2 separate regions of the Mus musculus genome follow, and region 2 is linked to region 1. A link is a contact called in public HiChIP or PLAC-seq data. All regions are on one chromosome and are shown on one strand. The core of a region is the stretch at or near the end of the contact, and the rest is flanking DNA. Distances in the headings are between cores, read along the strand shown. Region 1 overlaps Slc26a8 (solute carrier family 26, member 8). Region 2 has its middle 18 kb from the start of Mapk13.

The links. HiChIP or PLAC-seq counts read pairs in DNA pulled down with a chosen protein or histone mark.
Region 2: an H3K27ac HiChIP or PLAC-seq map of the HPC-7 cell line shows a contact between it and region 1, with 5 times the contacts expected there. The contact joins two enhancer-like sites. A contact is called at or near these places in 1 of 484 Hi-C or Micro-C datasets (embryonic stem cells), 2 of 115 datasets of contacts at active chromatin or transcription factors (the HPC-7 cell line and embryonic stem cells) and 4 of 9 other capture datasets (adipose tissue, embryonic stem cells, liver and 1 more).

The regions. Positions count from the first base shown.
Region 1 is chr17:28,655,844-28,662,149 of GRCm38.p6, reverse strand. Slc26a8 (solute carrier family 26, member 8) reads left to right here. Exons shown (of 20, transcript NM_001290320.1): 7 at 136-285; 8 at 2,475-2,557. Among named protein-coding and RNA genes, the nearest start is that of Slc26a8, 31 kb to the left of the region's middle. Within about 2 kb of position 4,134, at least 26 of the 459 cell types and tissues checked have an H3K27ac peak or open chromatin away from gene starts, as enhancers often do. A contact at or near this core is called in the HPC-7 cell line, where this site is marked.
Region 2 is chr17:28,748,446-28,754,862 of GRCm38.p6, reverse strand. No RefSeq gene overlaps it. Among named protein-coding and RNA genes, the nearest start is that of Mapk13, 18 kb to the left of the region's middle. Within about 2 kb of position 4,027, at least 50 of the 459 cell types and tissues checked have an H3K27ac peak or open chromatin away from gene starts, as enhancers often do. A contact at or near this core is called in the HPC-7 cell line, where this site is marked.

The DNA of each region.
Region 1 (6,306 bases), core at 2,885-5,384:
TCTAGTGGAATCCAGCTGGGATGCAGTTGGGCCTGAAGCTCTTCTTCACTCTTTAATCTGAGAAGAATGTCCTATTCTAGATTTCAGCAGCTGTGACATCCCTAAGGAAGCCTCTGCAATATTTTCTTCTTTCAGAACATAATTAACTACTGCATAGCTCTCCCCAAAGCGAACTCTACCAGCATCCTGCTGTTCATCACCTCTGTGGTGGCTCTGAGAATCAACAAGTGCATCCGCATTACCTTCAACCGCTACCCTATCGAGTTCCCCATGGAGCTGCTGCTGGTAGGTGGGACCTAGGACGACAGAGAGCACTATCCAAGTACTGAGGGTAGCACATGGAAGGCAGAGGCCTGCCTGGTCTACAGCGTTCCAGGACAGCCAGGGACTCTGTCTTGGGGGATGTGGTTGCTACTTCCAGAGGATCTGAGTTCAGTTCCCAGGACCTACCTTGGAGGCTCATAACCCAGCATCAGCTTAGGCATCAGATGCCCTTTCCTGGCTCCATGGACACACCTCCACACATATGGCATGCACACAGACACGTAAACAAAAATAACATAAACCTCTTCAAACAGAAATGTAAGGAAACAGTGAATCAGATCAAAACTGATAGAATGTTTTTGTTAAAGAGTTATTTAATTTTATGTGAATGGTATTTTCTTGCATGTATGTATGATACCACATGCATGCCTAGTACCCGAGGAGTCAGAAGAGGTCAGGTCCCCTGGAAACAGAGTTACAGATGGTCTTGAGCTGCCGCATGGGTGCTGGGAATTGAACCCAGGTCCTCTGCAAGATCAGCAGTGCTCTTACCCACTGAGCGCGCTGTCCAGTTCCCAGAATACAGTATTACGAATTAAACGATTTGATAAAATTCTGTGTGTCTCTGTCTCTCTCTCTGTCTCTCACTGGTATTTTAAGATGGAGTCTCACTATATAGCCCAGACTGTCCTCAAATTCATGACAATCCTCCTGCCTTTGCTTCTTAAGTAGTGGAGCTTCAGTCATGTGACTATGAAATGCTTTTGTTTATATTTTATTTTTAAATTTAATTTATTATTCATATGTGTATGCCACAGACAAAAGCATAAGTTCTAGAGTGTACATGTGAAAGTCAGAGAAGGATTTGGTGATGTTGCCCCTCTCCCTCCTCTGTGGGTCCAGGGGGCAGATCAGGTTGTTAGCCCAGCACTCAGCAAATGTTTGACCTGCTGAGTCAGTCATATGGGTTGGTTTGTTTGTTTTTCAAGACAGGGTTTCTCTGTGTAGCCCTGGCTGTCCTGGAACTCACTCTGTAGATCAGACTGGTCTTGAACTCAGAAATCCGCCTACCCCTGGCCCCCAAGTGCTGGGATTAAAGGCGTGCGCCACCACCGTCCGGCCAGTCATATGTTTTTGTTTTATAAAAATTTGGGGTTTGCTCAAGTAAGCTTGACAATTGGGATGTTATATATTTGCTTGTACAAGGAGATCTTTGGCATGCCATAGTTATAGTCCATTAAGCTAGTCAACACCTGTTACCACACAGGAATATCTTTTTTTTTGTTGTTGTTCCTTTGTTTTGGTTTAGTTTTGAAACAGAGTCTCACTAGACAGCTCAAGCTGGCCTCTAACTCTCAACCTACCCACAAATTCTGGGATTGCAGATACAAAGCCCGTGGCCAGCCCACAAACACATAGCCTAGTGATTATCTTTTCATTGTGAACATTGAAGATCTATTGCTTTCCCAGTTTCCAAGTCTGCAGTAAACTATTACTAAATGTAGTCACTGGGCTGTACCAGTGGTCTCTACCCAAATGTTTACTTTTTACACATGTATTGTGTATGGAGTGGCTGTGTGGACACATGTATGTTAGAGAGAGCTTGCCCATGTAGGTACATGTCGAGACCAGAGGCAGACATCAGGTCTCCTCCTCTGTTGCTCTCTACCTTGACTTTTCTTTTGAATTTTAAAAGATTTTCAAAAATCCTCTGCGTATGTAGGCATGAGAGGAGTATGTACATATGAATGCCTTCAGAGGCCAGAGGAGGATTTGGGTCCCCTGGAGCAGCAGTCACAGGTGGTTCTGAGCCACCTGATGTGGGTGCTGGGAACGGAATTTGGGTCCTCTAGAAGAACAAACAGGTGCTCTTAAACCCTAAGCTTCCCTGTAGCCCTGGCCTCCTCTGTGTCTCTTTGTTCTTTGGAGACAGAGACTCTCACTGAACCTAGAGCTCTGATTGGCCAGCTGTCCTGTGGGCTCCTGGACATCACCCCACACACACACACACCCGCATCCCTCTGATCCCAACCATGTATCAGAGACCAAAGCAGCTATGGCTTTGGTTCCAATGCCAAAAGGAGTTTGGAGAATGGAAACAGATGGTCCCTCTCTTGTCAGGACGGCCCTCATTTCATTTACTGTCATGCGAGAGCCTCTGAGCCCTCGCTCTGTATTAATCTCACTCGTTTCCTTTTGTCTCCTGTCAGATTCTTGGCTTCAGCTTACTTACAAGCAAGATAACCATGGCCACAGAAAACAGCAAGATGCTGATGAACATGATTCCATACAGGTCAGCCGTCACACTTCCCTCCTCTGTTGCTTTTGGGTTTGGTTTGCTTTTTGTTTTTTCAAGACAGGATTTCTCTGTGCAGCTCTAACTGTCCTGGACTCACTCTCTAGACCAGGCTGGCCCTGAACTCAGAGATCTACCTTCCTCTGCCTCCCAAATGCTGGGATTTAAAGGTGTGCATCACCACGGGGCATCACTCCACTTTTCAATATTGCTTTTCCTTTATTTTTGTAGCAGGGTCTTGCTGTAGGTGGCTCAGCCTCAATCTCCTGGCTCGGCTTCCCCAGGGCTGGGGGGACAGGCATGTGCCCGCATGACTACCAGTTGTTCTCTCTCAGCCTCTCCCCACACAACCTGGCTCACAGTCTTTTCTAGGACTGTTTGGCTACTGCAAAGTTCACTCAGCACACAGGTCCAGTTCCTAGCTTTGTGGGTAGGATCAAGTATAGAACCCAGAGGTTTGTGACCACGAAGCGGCTGCCACGGCGCCTTGTCTCTTCCTTATTCACTGTCTTAGTTAGGGTTTTACTGCTGTGAACAGACACCATGACCAAGGCAAATCTTATAAAAAACAACATTTAATTGGGGCTGGCTTACACGTTCAGAGGTTCAGTCCATTATCATCAAGGTGGGAGCATGGCAGCATCCAGACAGGCCTGGTGCAGGCAGAGCTGAGGAGAGTTCTACGTCCTCATCCAAAGGCTGCTAAGACTGACTTCCCAGGCACCTAGGGTGAGGGTCTTAAGCCCACACCCACAGTGACACACTTATTCCAAACTGGTCACACCTATTCCAACAAGGCCACACCTCCAAATGGTGCCACTCCCTGGTCCAAGAGTATACAAACCATGACACTCACCCTCTGTCACTTCCTTACACGGGCCTGCCAGCTTGTCAGACATCTGCTGAGTACCCATAACACCAGAGACTTGATTCTTTTTTTCTGTAGGTATTATGGGTATCACAGAGGCCCCCCCCCCCTTTCTGGTTAACTTTCAAGAGCAGAATAACAAGGCCAGGCATGTAGTGCCCACATGTAATCCCAGCATTTGGGGGTGGAAGCAAGAGGATCAGGAGTTAAAAGGCTAGCCCTGGCTACATATCAATCATGAGGCTAGCCTGGGCTGAATGAGATACCCCGACCCCAAGTAAAACAACAAAGAGATGGGATGAGAGATGTTCTCTAGTGCCCCTGCTAGGAAACACAGGATTCGGTGTTCAGAAGAGAACTGTTGCTTTGCGTTGCCTACTTGATTGTGGGTTTCAGCTGCTCCCCCATCCCTCTCCCTCCTTTTCTTCGTCTTTAGACTGTGCTGGGATTGAAGCTAGGGCCTCATGCAGGTTAAGCAAGCACTCTGCCATTGAACACCATTTTCCTCTTAATTGGGTAGGTTATCTTTGAGAGGCAGCTCTGAGGAACTCACGGTTCCTCTGCATTCTGTTTCATCTGTCACATGACTCTTGCTACCGCTGGACAGTTGCCAATTTTGAGTTTAATTAGAAAGGACTAGACAGCAGTGTTATAACCCACAAGCAGACTTCTGAAGAATACTGCTTATGACTCCACACTGCACACAGGGGAGTCCCAAAGCCTTGGGGATGTTGGCTGAGCTCCAAGATAACAGGGGGGCTGTTTGATATGATCATGTTGAACCGTGCCTGTATCCTAACTGTTTCCTGTGAAATGCAGTGAGAGCCGAAGAATGCATCTGGCATTCTATTTAATAGCAGAGATGTGATCAGATACCACCTCTATACAATGTTGGGGGGGCTATACAATAACAGAGACATGCTCAGATACCACCTCTATACAATTTGGGGGGGGCAGGGTACAAGGAAAAGTCTGGTGGCAATGTGTGTGTGTTTTCTCTCTCTCTCTCTCTCTCTCTCTCTCTCTCTCTCTCTTTCTTTCTCTCTCTCTCTCTTTCAAGACAGGGTTTCTCTTTGTAGCCCTGGCTGTCCTGGAACTCCCTCTGTAGACCAGGCTGGCCTCAGACTCACAGAGATCTGCCTGCCTCTGCCTCCCAAGAATTTACTTATTTTATGTATATGAGTACACTGTGGCTGTCTTCAGACACAGCAGAAGAGGGTATCAGATCCCATTACAGATGGTCGTGAGCCACCATGTGGTTGCTGGGATTGGACTCAGGACCTCTGGAAGAGCAGTCAGTGTCCTTAACCACTGAGCAATTAGATAAGCTATTGTCTCTTAAATTAGTTAAGCTATTATTTGCTCTATAGGAAAGTCTACCACAACAACAGCATTCCTACATGTGTTAGTATAGAGCTGGTCTCATTGTGGATCTTTTTATTGTTTTCTGGAATGGCATCCAAACATGCAGTCATGTGCATTTGTCTGTTTAGTGAAATGATAAAAAATAATGAAAACAAGCATTTTGAACACACACACACACGACACATATACACATACACATATGCACATACACAGTCACATGTACACACACATACAATATAGACAGATACATATATACATGTACACACAATGCACATATATACATAAACATATACACTTGCACACATAGACACACACATTACATACAAACATATAGCCACACCACATGCACACAACACACACATCCACACTACACGTACATACACACACTTGTACATACACACTGGTACACACTACACACACATACATACACAGAAAGACACACACAGGCACACATGGTTGATGATGGGGAAGCAGAAGTGGAATTCGAAAGATAGGAATTGCAAATAGCAAACAATCTGTAAAAACCTTAGAAGACATTCCCAAGACTTAGAAAGTTATCCAAAGGAATGAAAGATGGAGCATACTTCTGAAATAGCTTTAAAGGATTGTGTTAGCATGAAGATATATATAAGACATCTTACAGATAAGATATATTTATAGACGCTCCCTCCCAAACCATCAGCATTTCCTTTCCTTTTTGGTCTCCTCCTACCGTGCATGCGTGACATTTGAAGGTTAAGTCCCGAGATGAAGCCAGTGCAGTGCTGGTCATTGTCATTATGCGCCTTTATCAGATTTCTTCTGTTTTAGTGAGAGAAACCTTGGCCTGGGGTGGTCTTTTCCTTAGAATCTTCAGTTTCAGGACGTTTCTAGAAAACTGGCCTAATTTCTTCCTTATGTACTTGAATCTACCAGTGAAGTTATATAGGCCTGAAGGTACCACTGTGGGCAGGTTCTTAACTATAACTCTGGTGGGGTTTTTGTTGTTGTTGTTTTCTTTAAAGATTTATTTATTTATTATATGTGAGTACACTGTAGCTGTCTTCAGACACCCCAGAAGAGGGAGTCAGATCTCATTACAGATAGTTGTGAGCCACCATGTGGTTGCTGGGATTTGAACTCAGGACCTCTGAAAGAGCAGTCAGTGCTCTTAACCACTGAGCCATCTCTCCAGCCCATAACTCTGTTTTTATTGTGCTATTTTTTTAGTTTGTTTTTGAGATGTGATCTTAGGTAGCCAAAGCTTTAAGCCTGGCATTGACTCCTGATCCTCCTGGCAAATGTTTATACCCATTTTATACCCAGCTTGTCCTCCAGCTCACACTGCAAGCATCCAGTGTCTCATGCTGGAGGGGGGTCAAGGTGGCAGGGCTTGAAGCACCTGGGCACAGCATTCTGTGTCAGGAAGCAGAGGCTGAGGAGTGCATCATGCTTAGCTCCCTTCTGCACTCACAGTCCTGGGTCCCCACGCGGGAACAGCAGCACCACAGTGGGCAAGTCTGCCCACCTTTGT
Region 2 (6,417 bases), core at 2,778-5,277, 93 kb before region 1:
AGTAACACAGACACTACAGACACATAGACACACACACAGACATACACACAGATACACACAGACACACAGACACATAGACACATACAGGCAAACATACATAAACACACGAATAGAGAGACACACAGAGACATACCTAGACACACACACATAGACACACACAGATACACATAGAGACACATAGACACACAAACACACATAGCCTTATATAGCATACACACACAGACTCATGAATAAACACAGACAGACACAGAGACATACCCAGACATACACACACAGACATATGAATAGACACACACATATACACACTCAGATATACACAGACACAGAGACATACCCAGATATACACACACATATCTAGACACACACACACACACACACGTTCAAGCCATTAAGTCAACTCTGACCCCGACTGTTGCTTCATACCAGCCTTACCATCTACAATAAGGTCAAAGATCCAGTTTTACCTGAGTTGAGATTGGGGAAGTCTCAGACCACTGAGGGTGGCAGCATGGAACTGTCTCTCTCCCAGCTTTCCCCATCCACAGCATGGAGTTCTTACCTAAGACTGCACAGGTAACCGACCTGTCCCCCCACTTCTCACAGTTGACATACATGGCTGGCTGTCTGTCTGTCTGTCTGTCTGTCTCTGTGGATTTTTCAAGACAGGGTTTCTCTGTGTAGCCCTGGCTGTCCTGGAACTCACTCTGTAGACCAGGCTGGCCTCGAACTCAGAAATTCACCTGCCTCTGCCTCCCTAGTGCTGGGATTAAAGGTGTGAGCCACCTGCCTCTGTCCTTTTCTCTCCTTTTTGGATTCATTTATTTTATGTGTATGGATGTATTTTATGCCCATGTGTCTGTCTGGGCATCACTAGAATGCCTGGTGCCTGCAGAGGTCTGAAGAGGGAGGGGCATGGTTGGAGCCCTTGAAACTGGCGTTAGAGAGTGTTGGGAAGCATCATGTGGGTTCTGGGGATCGAAGCCATGTTCTCCAGTGATCTTACCAATTCAGCCACGTGCCTTGCTTTTTTGAGACTGGATCTCTCAGTGGGACCTGTAACTTGATTCGGCTGGGCTGGCTGGGAGCTATGGAGACCTACCAGTGAGTGGCTGGCCCCCAGAACTACACTTAAGAGCTCAAGTCACCACGCATGGCTTTATGTGGGAGCTGGGGATTGAATCCTGGTCTTTGTCCTTGCATGGCAAGTATTTAACTGAAAGAGTCATCTCCCTACTCCCAGGCTTTGTTTTAATTAATTAGTTTATTTATTCATTTCTTATTCTTTTTTGGTACAATGTCTCATCTCATTATGTAGCTACCTAGCCCTGGGTAGCCTGAAACTTGCTATGTAGACTAAGCTTGGCTAAAACAGAGATCTGTCTCTCTCCTTCTCCATTTCACGAATGCTGGGATTACAGGAGTACTGTCATACCTGTTCAGAACTTTCTTTTTAGAGGCCAAACTCATGTGTGTGTGTCAGTACTTATTTTCATGTGCACTGGTGTTTTACCTGCATGTATGTCTGTATGAAGGTGTTGCAACTGGAATTCTCTGGAACTGGAGTTAAACACAGTTGTGAACCACCATGTGTGTGCTGGTATTTGAACCCAGGACCTCTGGAAGAGCAGCCAATGCTCTTAACCACTGAGCCATCTCTCCAGCTCCCAAGGATCAACTCTTAACCATTGTATCTTATTTCCTCTTAATACGGTTGTATAGTGTAAAATTATAATGACTATTTTCAACAATAAAATAAAATAAAAGACCTTTAAAAATGTAATTTCTGAGTTCGAGGCCAGCTTGGTCTACAGAATGAGTTCCAGGTCAGCCAGGGCTACAGGGTTTATAGAGAAATCCTATCTCAAAAAACAAAACAAAACAAAAACCAAAACAACAACAACAACAACAACAAAATATATATTATTCTAAAATTGGAGAGGTGGCTCAGTGGTTAAGAGCACTACTGGTTCTTCTAGAGGACCCAAGTTTGATTCCCAGCACCTACATCAGGCAGCTCAGAACTGTCTGTAACTCCAACTCCAGGGTTTCAACACTTGCTTCTGACTTCTCTGGGGATCCACACATATGTGCATGCATACATACACACACGCACACACTCACACACACACACACACACACACACACACACACACACACACACACACGCAAGTATTTTTGAGACAGGGGTTCTCTGTGTAGCTCTAGCTGTTCCTGGAACTCACTCTGTAGACCAGGCTGGCCTTGAACTCAGAGATCTGCCTGCCTCTGCCTCTCAAGTGATGGGATTGAAGGCATGCATCACTATATGCAGCTTAATAAAAAGTACATCTTTTTAAAAATCAGGTTTATTTATTCATGTACTTTATTTATATGAGTACCCTGTCTGTATATATACCCACACGCCAGAAGAAGGAATCAGATCCCATTACAGATGGTTGTGAACCACCATATGGTTGCTGGGAATTGAACTCAGGACCCCTGGAAGAGCAGTCAGTGCTCTTAACTGCTGGACCTTCTTTCTTTTTGTTTTTTGTTTTTGTTTTTTGTTTTTGTTTTTTTTTGAGACAGGGTTTCTTGGTGCAGCTCTGGCTGTCTTAGAACATGCTCTATAGATCAGACTGGACTGAAAATCACAGAGATTCTACTGCTGTCCGTGTCCCAAGTGCTAGGATTAAAGGCATGTGCCACCACACCCGGCTAATAAAAATAAACCTTAAAAGGTTAGGAAGAGTCCTATGGGAGTCCTCCATCTTGGTAATCTCCAGCGAGTCACAGAAACCCAGGGATTGAGCACAGAAGCTTGGAGGGCAGTGGTCACTGGGAGCAGGGCTTATGAGCAGTCACTCTGTCCTGCATCTGTAGGTGGGGACATTCCCCACACAGGGCTGCCACAGCCACTATCAGATAGTCATCGGGTGACAAGTCTTTCACAGAGACTCCATCATGCCTGAGCAACGGCTCAGAGGAAATGGATCTGGGTGCCACCAACACTGTAGCTGGGAGTGGAAGAGGCAGCTCAGCAGGTCCAGGGAACACCCAGGACACAAAGGCCTTGGACTTCCCTCATAAACCCTACTGCCTGTAAGCATGCGTCAGGAAGATGTCCATAGGTGCATTCAGCCCGGAAATGGCCTCCAGCAATGGGTACTGGGAGGCTCTGCTCTAGGGGTGGTAGTCATTGCTCACAATTGACTTCTCCCCTATAAAAGTGAGGGAGAGATTTGAAGTAAAAAAAAAAAAAAGACTTTTAGAGGGTTTTATAAGTATGTGTACATATGTGAACCTGTGTGTGGTTATGTGCACATGTGTACCGATGCTCTTGGACATCAGAGACCAGTGGTGTTGGATCCCCTGGAGCTGGAGTCACAGGCCGTTGTCAGCACAATGTGGGTGCTAGAAACTGAATCAGCAGTGAACACTCTTAACTCAGCCATCTCTCCAGGTGTAGGAGGGAGGATGTTTGAGACAGGGTTTCCAATTTGCAGTAAATCTCTTCTTCCTGAGCACATGGATTACCTGGGATGACAGGTACGAAGCACATTGAGGACATCCTTCTGAAAAGTCTGACTTCAAGAAATATGAAAGTTTTTAAAGGGACCATTCATTCATTCATTCATTCATGATCCATCACTCATTCATTCGTTCGTTCATTCATTCATTCATTCATTCATTCATTCATTCATTCAAGGCAAGGTCTCACTAAATAACTCTGGCTGTCGTGGAATTCACTCTGTAGACTGAGGCTGGCCTTGAACTCTAAACTGCCTTCCCCTGTCTCCCAAGTGCTGGCATGCACCACTAGGTCCAGTTGGGAACCTTTCTTTCTGGTATACCAAGCCACCTCTCCAAGTTACAGCAGGCTACAAGATGTTGACCTTCCATGTATTCTCAAGAACAGAGGCACGGGACTCCTGCATGACTTTATTTTACACTGGGGATGCTACTGCCAACTGGTAGTATCTAGAGACCTCTGTGGCTGTTACAAATCAGGGAAGGAAGCGTGGTTGCTGCTGGCATCTAGTGGGCGGAAGCATGGGTGGGGACTACTTGGTGGCCTGCAAAGGAGGGTTCTATGACTAACGATATTCTGGCTGAGATGTCATCAGTGGCTAAGTTGGAAACTCTTGCTTCAGATCCCTCAGAACACTGGTTGTGGGAAAGAAGCCACTTCGCCCTCCCCTCCGGGGTAAGGCTCCTGCAGCTAGGGAGCTAGATGTAGGCTGTCCCACAAAGGGCTATGAGGGATAGGTCCCCAGACCAGGTGGATTTTAAAGATCTTCCTGGTTGATTAAAAACCAGTTGTAGACAAAAGTCAGAGGCGCTGCAGAGGCTTCAGTGTGTGTCACTCTAGGGTTCTCTTGGCCACAGCCAGGCAGAGTGTGCCACTCCCCAATTGGAAGCCTGGGGTGTCCCAATGGATTTGTCACTCAGCATGATTTAGATCTCAGGGTTCCTGATTTAGGGTCATCCAAATGGTGATAACTCTGAAATTCATAATGATCCTGGTCCCAAGCATTCTAGGTAAAAGGGAATCTTCAACCATTACCATTTGTCAGTGACGGGGTGGGGGTGGGGAGATATACTCTAGGCTATCAGTGCCTTATTTCACGCCATGCACCTCACATGACCCCACGTGTGTCTGTGTGGGGCTCTGTTGCAGACGGCCTCTTAGGTTCTCTCCAGGTTTTTCTATCATAGAGAACGTGGTACCCAACCATCGTCCCCTCCCCGACCTGTGCACTTGTAAGGACTTCCGGATGTGTAAAGTAGGTGTTTCCATTTTAAAACACGCTTGGATTATAAAGGACCACCCCTCTTCTTTGCATTATTACCTGAGCCCCCTAGTTTCCTGACAGTAGAGAAGTGATCCACTTGACTGCAGGCACCTGGACTGCATGCTAGCCTATAGCAAAGCAGACCAAGTAGGTCTGATTGCAACTGTCTCCTGTCATGCACATAATGGTTGACCTGGTGGAAGCTGATACTGAAAACTAAAACCTCAAGCAGAGTTATTACAAAGTGGCAAGTTAAACCTTAGTCCACAGTAAGGGAGGTATATCTTTCTGTCTGTGTGTGCATGCATATGGAGGTCAGAGGCGTTATTCCTTAGTCACCATCCACCCTTTACATTCTTTTTCTTATTTAATGTATTTTGTATGCATGTCTCTGGACTATGTCCCTGGTGCCCACAGGAGCCAGAAGTGGGCATCAAATCGCCTGAAACTGAAGTTACAGAAAGTTGTGAACCTGGGCCTTCTGCAAGAACAGCCAGTGTGCTTAACTGCTGAGCCATTTCTCCAGGCCCCACCTTCTGAGGAGGCTGTGTCCTGAAGTAGACTATGCCGGCTAGCCATTGAGCCTGAGAGTCTATCTGTTGCTATACCCCCACCTTTAGGATTGCATGTTGCCGTACCTAAGTATCTGTTCAAGGGTTTGGGGATTGAACCATGTGTTTCTGGCTTTCAAGGCAAGCCCCTTTGTTGACCCAACCATCTCCCAAGCCTATCCTTTGGCTTCTACAAAAGTTCTCTGTGATGTTGCAAAATTCAAATAAGGATACTGAAGGACACTAAATGTTCCATTTGAAAATGGAAACCCAGGATCACTTTGTTCCCGGGATCATAGCTGGAAATGAAGAACACACTTTGGTTGACCATTCTGGGGTAACAGTAGCTAACAAGGGCCCTACCCTTTCCTCTTCCCTCCTGTACTCTAGAGCTACCTACACCTCCACGACAGCTGAAAACCTTTTCTGTCACCTTTGTGGGGGCTCAGGAAAAGAATGGCGTCTACACTTGTGTCTCTTCAGGACAAAAAGCTCAGCTCTGTGAGTGTCCTCAGGTTAGCTGGGAGACCGTGTCATCAAAGCCTGAGAACCTGCTGTGAGGCCCTGCAGCCTTCTCATGCATGATACAGCTCACTAGTTCTGAAGAACAATTTTAGGGTCATGAAGACAGCAGAGTCAAACAGATGTCCTCCCATCCTGCACTCACAGGCACACAACCTAGCCTTCTCTTTGGCAACTTAAAGATAAAAATACATGGTGTATAAAGTTTTAGAGTATTTAGTCAGAAAGCAACTTTTGCTAAACATTAAGCAGCTACCTGGATAGCCCTGCAGTCTTCGCCCCTCGGATTTCAATTGTCATGGTATCAGGAAAGTAGCCACAGAAGATACGTAACAAACTCTGTGGATATTCTCTGATCAAACCAATTACTTGAAGATGTGAAAAACATTCATTTCAGACTGTACAAGAACAGTGCGTGTGGACGCACACTAGGCCACTCTCCCCATGCGGTTCTCTCTGCACAGTAACTCACTCACTGCAAAGACCTGCCTTCCCCTCAGGTCCACCTAAGCAGCTTTAGAAAGGGTCTGTCAGACATGTGCTAGGTCACAGCTGACAACAAAAGTCCC